Linked DNA regions of Pan troglodytes: regions 2 and 3 are each linked to region 1. The links are chromatin contacts, called in public HiChIP or PLAC-seq maps. All regions are on one chromosome and are shown on one strand. Each heading gives the region's core, a stretch centred on a gene start, on an enhancer-like site or on the middle of the called end of the contact. The rest is flanking DNA. Distances are from core to core; before and after follow the strand shown. Region 1 holds the start of APMAP (adipocyte plasma membrane associated protein). Region 2 holds the start of GINS1 (GINS complex subunit 1). Region 3 holds the start of PYGB (glycogen phosphorylase B).

Region 1 (3,316 bases), core at 399-2,898:
GCAGCAAGTTCGGTAAACCCAACTTACTGCCATTATTTTTCTTCTGAATGTGTCCCTGGGTGTTTGCAGTGCGTGGGCTTTAACACTGGGCATGGAACACAAATAGCTCCAATGCAGTGAGTTCAATGTTATGGCTGGGGCATGTTTAAAGTGCCTTGAAGACAAAGAGGAAGATTTCTGCTTGGGAAACTGGGAGAAGAATTTTCAGCAAGGATACCTGAAGTGGGTCCTGAATGATAAAAATAATTGGCCAAGTGGAGGTGAAGGAGAGTGTATCACAGGAAGAAGGAACCTCAAGGACAAAGGCAGTCAGGCATGAGATTAGACATGGTAAGCAATCCTGAATGTCTGAAATGGGGGGTGGGGAGCAAGAGGGATAGTCCAGACAGGCAGGAAGGCGTGAGATCATACAGTACTTTGTTAACACTATCCCTGATTTAATAGCTGTATTGGCTATTCTCAATGACACAGAATGAAGTAAAATGTTGCCGAGGCCTGAATTATTACCTGGGATCTCTGGAGAACTGGATTTGCACAGCTCTCCACTTCCCTCAAGCTGGTTCTTCAGCTCTTTGAATGAATAAATAAAAAGCATTCACATGGAATTCTAGTGCCATCTAGCATTTAAAAAGGTAAAGGCATCTAGCATTTAAAAAGGTAAAAGCCTCCAAGAGGAAATTATTTTTTAACACTGCATTTTGAACGTGGCTTTTCCAGAGATAATTCCTCGTGCCACTGGTAACGGGCGTTGATTTCTTCTGCCTGTCACTTCCTCCAGATTTGATTCCTCTTTGAATCCCTGTGCCTCTCAAATGCTCTCACAAGATCCAGTTCTTCCCTTTTGAAGCAATTATTACGTTTGATAATTTTACGTCTATTTTATGATGATGATCTGATTAAAGTCATCTTTCCCACTAGTTTAATTTCTATAAGGAGGGGCCTTGTCTGTGATTTGCCCACCATCATCTCCCAGCACCTGGGAACATTTCTGGTTTCCTGCAATACTGTTGAAAGAACAATGCCTCTCTATGCTTTCTTAAACTTTGTTAGTGATAATTTCTGCTTCTACCTGGACTTTACTTAAGGGTAATCCTTAATAAACTTTATCAAAACTTAATAAACTTTATCAAATGTCTGTTGTAATCGTCAAAAAAAGATTTAATACTCAACATCTGGCCTTAACCAGAGGGAAACATTTTCTAGCCCAAGTTTTCCCCTTAACCGGATGAGTCGGGGAAGGATGTAATTTTCAGGCAGAGGTGACTTCGTTCCAAGGGTGTGAATGCATTATTTTTGACGCTGCCTGTAAGAGCAGGGTCGCTGACATTTAATAAACAGCGCCATCCTCTCCAACGATAAAAGTGGCCAACATCTCGTGCTAGCAATTCCCAAGTGCGTCATGAGCATCCCCGTCCTCAGAAACGTGAGACGAAGGCGGCATGCGCAGGGACTGGGCTAGATGAACCCGAGGTTGAACCACTCGCGTTCTGGGCCCCGGAGTCCGAGACAAGCGGGGACTTCGGCAGCTCCCGGTGCTATCTCTGAGCGAGTTCCGAGCCCCGCTTCCGGGCGGTCAGAATCCGCCTCACAGCGCCGAGCAGCGACGCGCTGGGGACCGCCAGCCCATGAGGCCGGAAGGGGCGGGGAGAACGCTGCGGAATGGTCCCTTGGGCGCAACGTCATTTCCGCGTACGGGGGGGGGCGGGCCTGGAGCCTGAGCCGGCGCCGCTCAGTGTGGGGTGGTTTCTGCGGGTGAGGCTGGCGCCCGTACCATGAGCGAGGCGGACGGGCTGCGACAGCGCCGGCCTCTGCGGCCGCAGGTCGTCACAGACGATGATGGCCAGGCCCCGGAGGCTAAGGACGGCAGGTAGGCCGGACTCCCAGACTGGGCGCTGGAGCCGGGCCGCTAGGAGTGGAGGGCGACCCTCTTGGACAGCGGCGACGGCAGTAACAGTAACCTGGGGATGCGGTGCCGAGCGCGTTGTCAGAGCCCTCTCGTTTCATCCCCAAGAAAAACTCATTTTTCCGAGGAGGAAGCAGGCTCCGACAAGGCGGATGTACCTGCCAGGTCTTTCAGGTTCGGGTGCACCCTGCGCCCAGTCGCCGCGTTGTCCTCGGCTCTCCGGACCCGAGACCGCCTCGCGCCGCTCCTGTGCCTTCCCTCCCTCACTCCTGCCCCACCCTGCATAGCGGTTGCTTCCTCGCCTTTCCCTCGCTCCCCTCGCGCTGTCCTTCCTTTGGCTTAAATGATCCCCCTGGGCACAGCTACCTGGCCAGGGCCCTGCGTCTTCCTGGTTCCCCGCCCGCAATTTCCCGAAGGGAGGAGGTCCCACGAGATGCTGGGGTCCTGCCTCGTTATCCGGCGAAGAGATGGCTTCTACACTTGCTCTTCTGCACCTGCCCCCCTCACGCTGCGTGACCAGTCCTCACCGCGGTTCTTGGAAAGAGTGGAGAACAGAAGTGACATTGTAGGCAATTTTTGCGAGAATTCAGCCTGGCAGTTTTTCCTGATAGGGATGGAGAAACATAGGAAACTGTAGTTGTTGACACCTAAGAAATATCAGGTTTTGCCCTTTGCCTCCTCTCCCATCTTCCAGAATCTAAGAATACTGTGTTTTGTTAGCTAAAAACTGAATCATGATTCGTAAACATAGATTTCAATATAAGATACTTAAAATTCACTTTTCAATTCTGTGTCCTGAGTTTCATAACTTTTAAGTTTCAGGGAGAATCAAGAGGCCCCATAGACCAAGCTTGAAGTTGTGGAACTGATTGACTTATATTTGATAGAAATATTGGAAATATTTGTTCATCAGTAGTGTGCCAAGAGGTGGTGGGGTACATATGAATGAGAGGCAGTTTTTGCCCCTGTAGACTGAGTTTATTGACTGATGATAAGAGGAACACATCTGAAGGAGAGCGATGGCAGGAAGGAGCATTTAGGCTCTAGAGAGGCAATTTAGATAGAAGACTTTGCGGTGATAGTTGACTCCTTGGGCCAGTGAAAAGGTCGGGAAGATGCTCCCATATATCCTGACCAACCATCCTGCGTTGCCCTGGACTGGGGTTTCCAAGGATGTAGAACTTTCAGTGCTAAACCTGGGCAAACTGGGACAATTTGATCACCCTACTTACTGTGAATATTGTGAATTAATCATCTGTTGATGATTGAGGAGCCATTTAGAATGGACATGCAAGAATTGGCAACACTTTCCTACAGAAATCTTGAAAACAAGGCATTTTTACCTGAGAAATGGAAGAGCAGTGGCCTGAGTTTGTCATTAGGTGCAGTGTGTTGAAAACCAGGGCCTACAGC
Region 2 (3,316 bases), core at 358-2,857, 420 kb before region 1:
CCTCATCCTTGAGGATGGAAAGGCTCATATGTCACCTCCTCTACCCCAGCTCATACTGGTGTTTCTCCTTCGTGCTCCTTGCTATACCTCCTTAGTATCACTTAGCGTGGTGAATTATATTATCTGTTTTTGTGCCCCTCTTCCAGCAGAATGTGTCCTGTCATCCACATAATGCCTGCTCTATGACATAAGTGAAATATACAATTTAGAGTGCAGGCTCTGGAGCCAGAGTGCCAGGGTTCAAATCCTAGCTTTCTTGCTGTGTCACCTTAGGCAATATACTTAAATCTCCCCAATCCTATGCATATATAGCTGAAAAAAGTAGAAAACAATAGTTTAAACATCAAAAAGTTATTTTTGTTTTGTTTGGGACAGGGTCTCCCTCTGTCACTCAGGCTGGAATGCAGTGGCAGGATCAAGCGATCCTCCCGCCTCAGCCTCCCAAAGTGCCGGGATTACAGGCAGGAGCCATGGCACCGGGCCCTCAAAGGGTTATTAGAAAGACAAAAGATAATGTACATGAAGTGCTTAGCACTCTCCCTGGGGTAGCAGTGATAGAAAAATACAAATAATCATAATATTAATAGTAACAGCAGCAGCAGGAGAAAAGTAATATTAATAGCTAACACTGACTCAGCCCTTACTGTATGTGAGGCATATGCAGAGACCCTTACACGTGCCACTCATTTTGCGTCCACTACATCACGCGTTGGGTACTGTTATTGTCACCATCCCCATTTTTGCGTATGAGAAAACTGAGAGCACAGAAAGCTTGAGTAACTGCCCCAAAGTCACACTACAGAACCAGAATCTCAGCCAGATTCCAGAGGCCTAACTTTTACTGACCACAATTAGATGCCTGAGTGAGCAAGAAATGCTAAATTATCTGGCAACCTGTAAATGTTTTAAGGGACCGGAACAAATCTGTCCAAGGAAAACTGCTAAAATGTGCTCAGATGAGGAAATTCACCAAATCGCTGGGTAGCGTAAGCATGAATGCTTTCTCTTTCCTCCTGAATTTTGTTTTGCTGCTTCCCAAGTTTTCCGGAGCTCGGAGGGAACAAGGTGCGAAAGTAAACCCTGACGGGGAGCCGCCCCGCCCCAGAGCCCAGGGCCCAACGCCGGCATGCCCCGTCCAAGTCTACCCGCCCCTCACGTTGAAGGCAGGCAGTTGCCCTTCGGGCGCGCGATGCAGCTCGCGGATCAGTTCCATGGCTTTTTCGCAGAACATGGCGGACGCTTCCCACTCCCGCGGCCTTGCCAACCACCAGCTCTCACGCCAAAATGGTATCTGCGCTCTCGGCGCCTCACTCCTTTCGTTCTAGTCCTACAGCGCCAGGCTCTCGCCTCGGCCTCCGCTCCGCGCTTTGGCGCCGAACAAAGCTAGCCAATAGGAACGCGCTTACGGCGCCCGAAAAGGGACATCCACCGCTCAGCCGCATTCCAAGAGGGGCGGAGTGGGAGGGGTCTTTCCAAGGTGAGGTCCCCGCCCCGGAGATGGGAGAACCCCTCGGCTGAGCAGAGACGGCTTTTCGAGTTCTCAGGCAGTGGGCCGGGGGACTCTACGGGCAGCAGAGCTGGAAATAAATGCACGCCCCGCAGCTTCCTTCTCATTTTCCTTTTGATTCATTCATTCTCGTTTAGGTTCAAGAAAGGAGCATTTTGAGGTTAAGAGGAAAGGCCCAAAAACTTGGTGTGCATTGGTAGGACGCAAGGGTTTCAGTTTTGCAGTGCGGGTTTTCTGTTTGATATTAAAATGAAACTATCTTTTATTGGGTACCTAGTGCTGGTAGGGACTGCAGTGTGTATTTCATTCCCACAATTATCTCTGAAGTGTTTTAAGACCTGGGATTAATAAGGAAACAGAAGTTAGGTAACTTGCCCAAGGTCACACAGCTCCAGAGTGATTAGACTGTTATTTAGGCTTTCCATTTCCAACACCACAGTACCACCCTTTGATTTTAAAATAGTCTTTTAAAAATATTTGTAATATCTGCCCTAGATTAATACGAATTCACTAGGAATTTTTCTTGGCTAGATGGTTATGGAATATTTCTTAAGCATATAGAAGATGGGAATCAATGCTAAAGAATTGTTTTATTAGGCAATTTTTCAAAAAGCAATGTTAATTTCTAACAAGCAATCTTGGATTTTTTTTTTTTGAGACGGAGTCTCGCTCTGTCGCCCAGGCTGGAGTGCAGTGGCGCGAACTCGGCTCACTGCAAGCTCCGCCTCCCGGGTTCACGCCATTCTCCTGCCTCAGCCTCCCGAGTAGCTGAGACTACAGGTGCCCGCCACCACGCCCGGCTAATTTTTTGAATTTTTTAAGTAGAGACGGGGTTTCACCGTGTTAGCCAGGACGGTCTCGATCTCCTGACCTCGTGATCCGCCCCCCTCGGCCTCCCAAAGTGCTGGGATTACAGGCATGAGCCACCGCAACCGGCGCAATCTTGGATTAATTCTAGCTAACCCTAGAAACTATGTTGATCTTTTGCAAATATACAGTAGATATGTCATCTAAGGAATGGGCATGGGAATGGCCTACTCAGGCTTATGTTGAATAATGACATTGCCTTTTTTTTTTTTTTTGGAGACAGGGTCTTAACTCCCGTTACCCAGGTGGAGTGCAGTGGCGCCATCTCAGCTCACTGCAGCCTCCACTTCCCGGGCTGAGGTGATTTTCCCCCCTCAGCCCTCAGAGTAGCTGGGACTACAGGCTCAGGCCACCACACCTGGCTATTTTGTATTTTAAGTAGAGACAAGGTTTCACCATGTTGGCCAGTCTGGTCTACAACTCTTGAGCTCAAGGGATCCGTCCGCCTGGGCCTCCCAAAGTGCTGGAATTACAGCGTGAGCCACCGCGCCCAGCAAACATTGCCTTTTTGAAACCGCCTTTGAAAAAATTATAATAGAGAAAATTATTACAGTGAAAGAGATCTGACCTAACTGGCTCCATCTTGCTTCTAACCGCCAAGCCATCCTTGTGCATTCCTGGGCTTAGGGCGAATTAACTTGGGGAGAAACTTAGTTTATAGTTTAATTTTGAAACAAATACTTAGCCCTTTACCAAAGCGAAACTCTTCTTGTCTGGGGACTAGATTGCCTTTGCAGGAGTAACAGAGTAGCCACAAGACTAGAAATTTACGAGTCTCGCAGCGGGAGGCTACAAGATTCTAAAACCTCCCCAAGTGCTCCTAGGGATAGCAGCACTATTATAAAACCTAAGACCAGTGCTTGAGATATTTTGTAGACCCTGCACTTGATGGGATCAGCTGGCACCACCCAGATCGATAAACTGGCTCATCTGGTCTTGTGG
Region 3 (3,316 bases), core at 470-2,969, 260 kb before region 1:
GCCATTCGTTGCCACTTCTTTCTATGTTTTGCATACCAAATATGAAGAGCCCCAGTTGGTATTCTAACAAATCTGTCCCTTTCACCATCTCTATTTTAGAAAAAAGAATGTCCCAGAATAAGTTTGGAAAAGCAATCAATCTCTTAGCAATTACCGTATTAAACATATCTTAATGCCCTACAAAAATATTCTAAAATAATCCATAAAGCAAGTGCTCACTGCCTAGATGTACACTGCAAGTAAAATCTTTGCCAAGTGGCTTCAGGTCTGGAAGTGTGTCTTCCTCACCAGTTCTCCCTCTACGTTAGTGTAGTAGAAAGACAATTCTCCATGGTCAAGAGTTTAAAAGCAAACGACAACAACAAAAAACTGGCAACAGGGGGCTGTGCAAGACTACCATGTACCTATCAAACTGAAAACTACCATCCTATCCATTGATCTGCAAAGCTGTTTATCAGTGAAAAAGTTACAAATGTTTACGAATGAAACAGAAAATCTAAAAAACTGTATGTGCATTACACTTTTTAAAAATGTGTATGTATATTTAGGAATACCAAAAACACAGCAAGAACACAGGCCCATAGTAAACATGGTTAAGAGTAACGGGGACAATCAGTGACTTTAACGTTTCACTACTCAAACAAATTTTTGCAAGACATAAAAAGTAACAATTAGTAAGATGATCTCTGTCAACTTCAACCCAAGCAAATTTCTCCAAGGGAGGTGTGGGAACCTCTGGACAGAGCCTTCTTCGAGGGCTCCATCTCCATCTCTGAGCTTCATACCCCTCCCTGCGTGAAGCAGGCATCTTCAGTGATTTTCTTCTAAGCAGCGTACACAAAAAAAAGTCTCACAATTCCCTGCAGATTACCGAGCTCACCCCATTCCAACCCACAAGGCTGCCCAGGCCTGGTTCCAGTCCCATTTTCTCCCACAGGCTGCTGCAGGAAAACAAAGAGTGGCTGGAGGCAGGGGCGGGGAGCACGGGCTCTGCAGCCAGCGCGGAAGCGCACGGCCAGAAAGAGACCAGGAACGTCCGCCAGGCTCCCGGGCTCAGCATCATCTGCGGGGGACGGCGGACCCCGCCAGGCGCGGGCTCCCAGTGGGGCGGACCCGTGGCCGCGGCCCTGCGCAGGGGACGCCCGGCCCCCGCCGACTGCGGCTTCCAGGCGACTCCCCAGTCGGCTGTGCCTGGCCGCCGGCCGGCTAGGGGCGCGGGTAACGCCCGACGGGCCGCCCCGCAGAGACCCCCGCTGGCGCGGCTCCGGGACCGGCGCCCTCTCAGCGGGCCCGGGCGCACAGGGCGGGGCAGCGCCTCACCTTGGGGTCGCGCTCGTAGTAGTGCTGCTGCGTGCGGATCCAGCGGCCCACGAGGTGGTCGCGCACCGTGTGCGCCAGCGCGAAGAAGTAGTCGCGGGGCGTGGCCACATTGCGGTCCTTGACCAGCGTGAAGTGCAAGTGCCGGTTGAAGCTCTTCCGCACCTCGGCCACGTCGCCTAGCCCCGCCAGGCCGCGCACGCTGATCTGCTTCCGCTTCTCGCTGTCCGTCAGCGGCTTCGCCATCGCGCCGGCGGAGGCGGAGGAAAAGAGATGGAGGAGGAAAGCGGCGGCACACGCGAACGCCGGGATGGTGCAGCTGCTCTGGCGCCGCTGCTCTGGCGCCCGGCACTGCGGCTCTGCGGGCGGGATGGGCCGCGCCTGCGCGCCGCGCCGGGGCGGGGCCTCGGGAGGGCGGGGCGGGCGTCCAGGCTCATAGCTGAGATCGCTGGTGTAGTCCGAGGCGGCAGCTACCTGTCCACGCCACCTGAGAGTGGTGTTTGCCCCCTCGTTGGGCAAGCCCGGCAGAAAGTGGGAGCGACTGGAGGGGGCAAGGGACCCGGGGCCTCGGAGCGTGCCGTCGTGGCCGCGCCTGCCAGCCCGGGGACGGTGCGGGAAGGGGGCCCTGCCCTCCGGCCCTCGGGTTCCTGGAACCTGCCCTCCCGCCCTGCACCGGGTCACCAGGTGCCCCGCGGGAGCGCGCTGGGCTCGGGCTGTGGCCGAGACCTGGTACACGTTCGGGGAAACTGATTACAGCTTGAAAGGCATCCACCAACGCCTGCTGGGCCCGGTCTTCTCTGTCCGGGGCAGGGCGGCTCTGAAAATACCAGCTACTTGCTTGCCACTCCAGGCCGATGACAGACGTGGAGAAAACCAGCTGCCAGCGAGCTGGAGACGCCCGTTCCCGAGGGCGCGAGGCAGCCACAGCCAAGTGCCACCACGACCCCGCCTCGGAGGGACCGCAGCCCCCTAGCCCTCGGAGAAACCCTGTTCCCGAAACCACCCGGCAGACGCTGTCCGCTTTGAGATTACAGCAGGGAGAAGGAAACATGCCCGTCTGGCCGGGGAGCTCAGCCACTAACCGAGACTTAGCCTCTGTCATCCCAATCCAGGCTGCAGCTCCAGCTAGGGGGCGTCTGCACACAGCTTCCCGCACTTGGCCCCGCGGAACACAGTCCTGCTGGCCTCAGCCTGTGGGAACCCTGCTTCATGTAAAGGTCACCTAAACTCTGCCTTCCCTCAACCCCTTCAAACTCTGCCTTTCCCTTCGTTCTTGGGAGGCGCTCCCTCATTGCAGTGGGTCAGTACACCCGATTTTGTGGGACCACAGGTTTGCTCCTGGTGGTCTTGGGCTGAAGGGGCTGCAAAGGTTACTGAATTTCATGGAGGTAAAAATTGCCCGCAGGAGATGTCATGAAAGTCCAGGTGCAGTAGGTTTCCTGGTGTGATGCTTCAAAGTTATCTTCTTACCTGGAGCCCCTTCCAGCTGCAGACTTCAGAGGTCGGAGGTTAATCAATCTGGAATGACCCCACAGCCCACCCAGCTCCAGCTCGGGATTCACTCCTGCACTATGTCCTAGGGATTCTGGAGCCAACAAGATCGAACTTCGGGCACAGATGGCAGGGCTGTGGGGTCCAGCTTGGCTGCAAGCTCCGAACACTGATGCAATCTCTCTGAGGGTGATCTGGCAATTCAGAAGTCATAAAAATGATAGTGCCCTATGACCACTTCTACCACTCTGGGGAATTGAGTTCAAGGAAAGCTTAAGAAGACAAAAAGCAAGTTATGCAAATATGTTTTCTGCTGTGGTGTGGTAAAGTTTAATCCCCCAGCTGTGGTGCACACCTGGCAAAGAATGGAGGCGCTGACACTTATTGATCATTACTTGCAGTGTACACGTATTAACTCCTGATCCCTGCAAATAGCCTGCTATTACCCCCGCTTGACAATGGAGAAGGTGAGCCACAGAGAAGTTAACTCTTCCCTAAGCCCACACAG

The links. HiChIP or PLAC-seq counts read pairs in DNA pulled down with a chosen protein or histone mark.
Region 2: an H3K4me3 HiChIP or PLAC-seq map of stem cell-derived excitatory neurons shows a contact between it and region 1, with 5 times the contacts expected there. The contact joins the promoter of GINS1 here to the promoter of APMAP in region 1. A contact is called at or near these places in 3 of 7 Hi-C or Micro-C datasets (blood, a lymphoblastoid cell line and stem cell-derived neural progenitor cells) and 1 of 1 datasets of contacts at active chromatin or transcription factors (stem cell-derived excitatory neurons).
Region 3: an H3K4me3 HiChIP or PLAC-seq map of stem cell-derived excitatory neurons shows a contact between it and region 1, with 7 times the contacts expected there. The contact joins the promoter of PYGB here to the promoter of APMAP in region 1. A contact is called at or near these places in 1 of 7 Hi-C or Micro-C datasets (stem cell-derived neural progenitor cells) and 1 of 1 datasets of contacts at active chromatin or transcription factors (stem cell-derived excitatory neurons).

The regions. Positions count from the first base shown.
Region 1 is chr21:31,518,172-31,521,487 of NHGRI_mPanTro3-v2.0_pri, reverse strand. It overlaps APMAP (adipocyte plasma membrane associated protein), which reads left to right and starts at 1,648. Exons shown (of 9, transcript XM_514556.9): 1 at 1,648-1,867. The coding sequence starts at 1,773.
Region 2 is chr21:31,940,192-31,943,507 of NHGRI_mPanTro3-v2.0_pri, reverse strand. GINS1 (GINS complex subunit 1) reads right to left here and starts at 1,607. Exons shown (of 8, transcript XR_001712165.4): 1 at 1,157-1,607.
Region 3 is chr21:31,778,883-31,782,198 of NHGRI_mPanTro3-v2.0_pri, reverse strand. PYGB (glycogen phosphorylase B) reads right to left here and starts at 1,719. Exons shown (of 20, transcript XM_016937584.3): 1 at 1,321-1,719. The coding sequence starts at 1,563.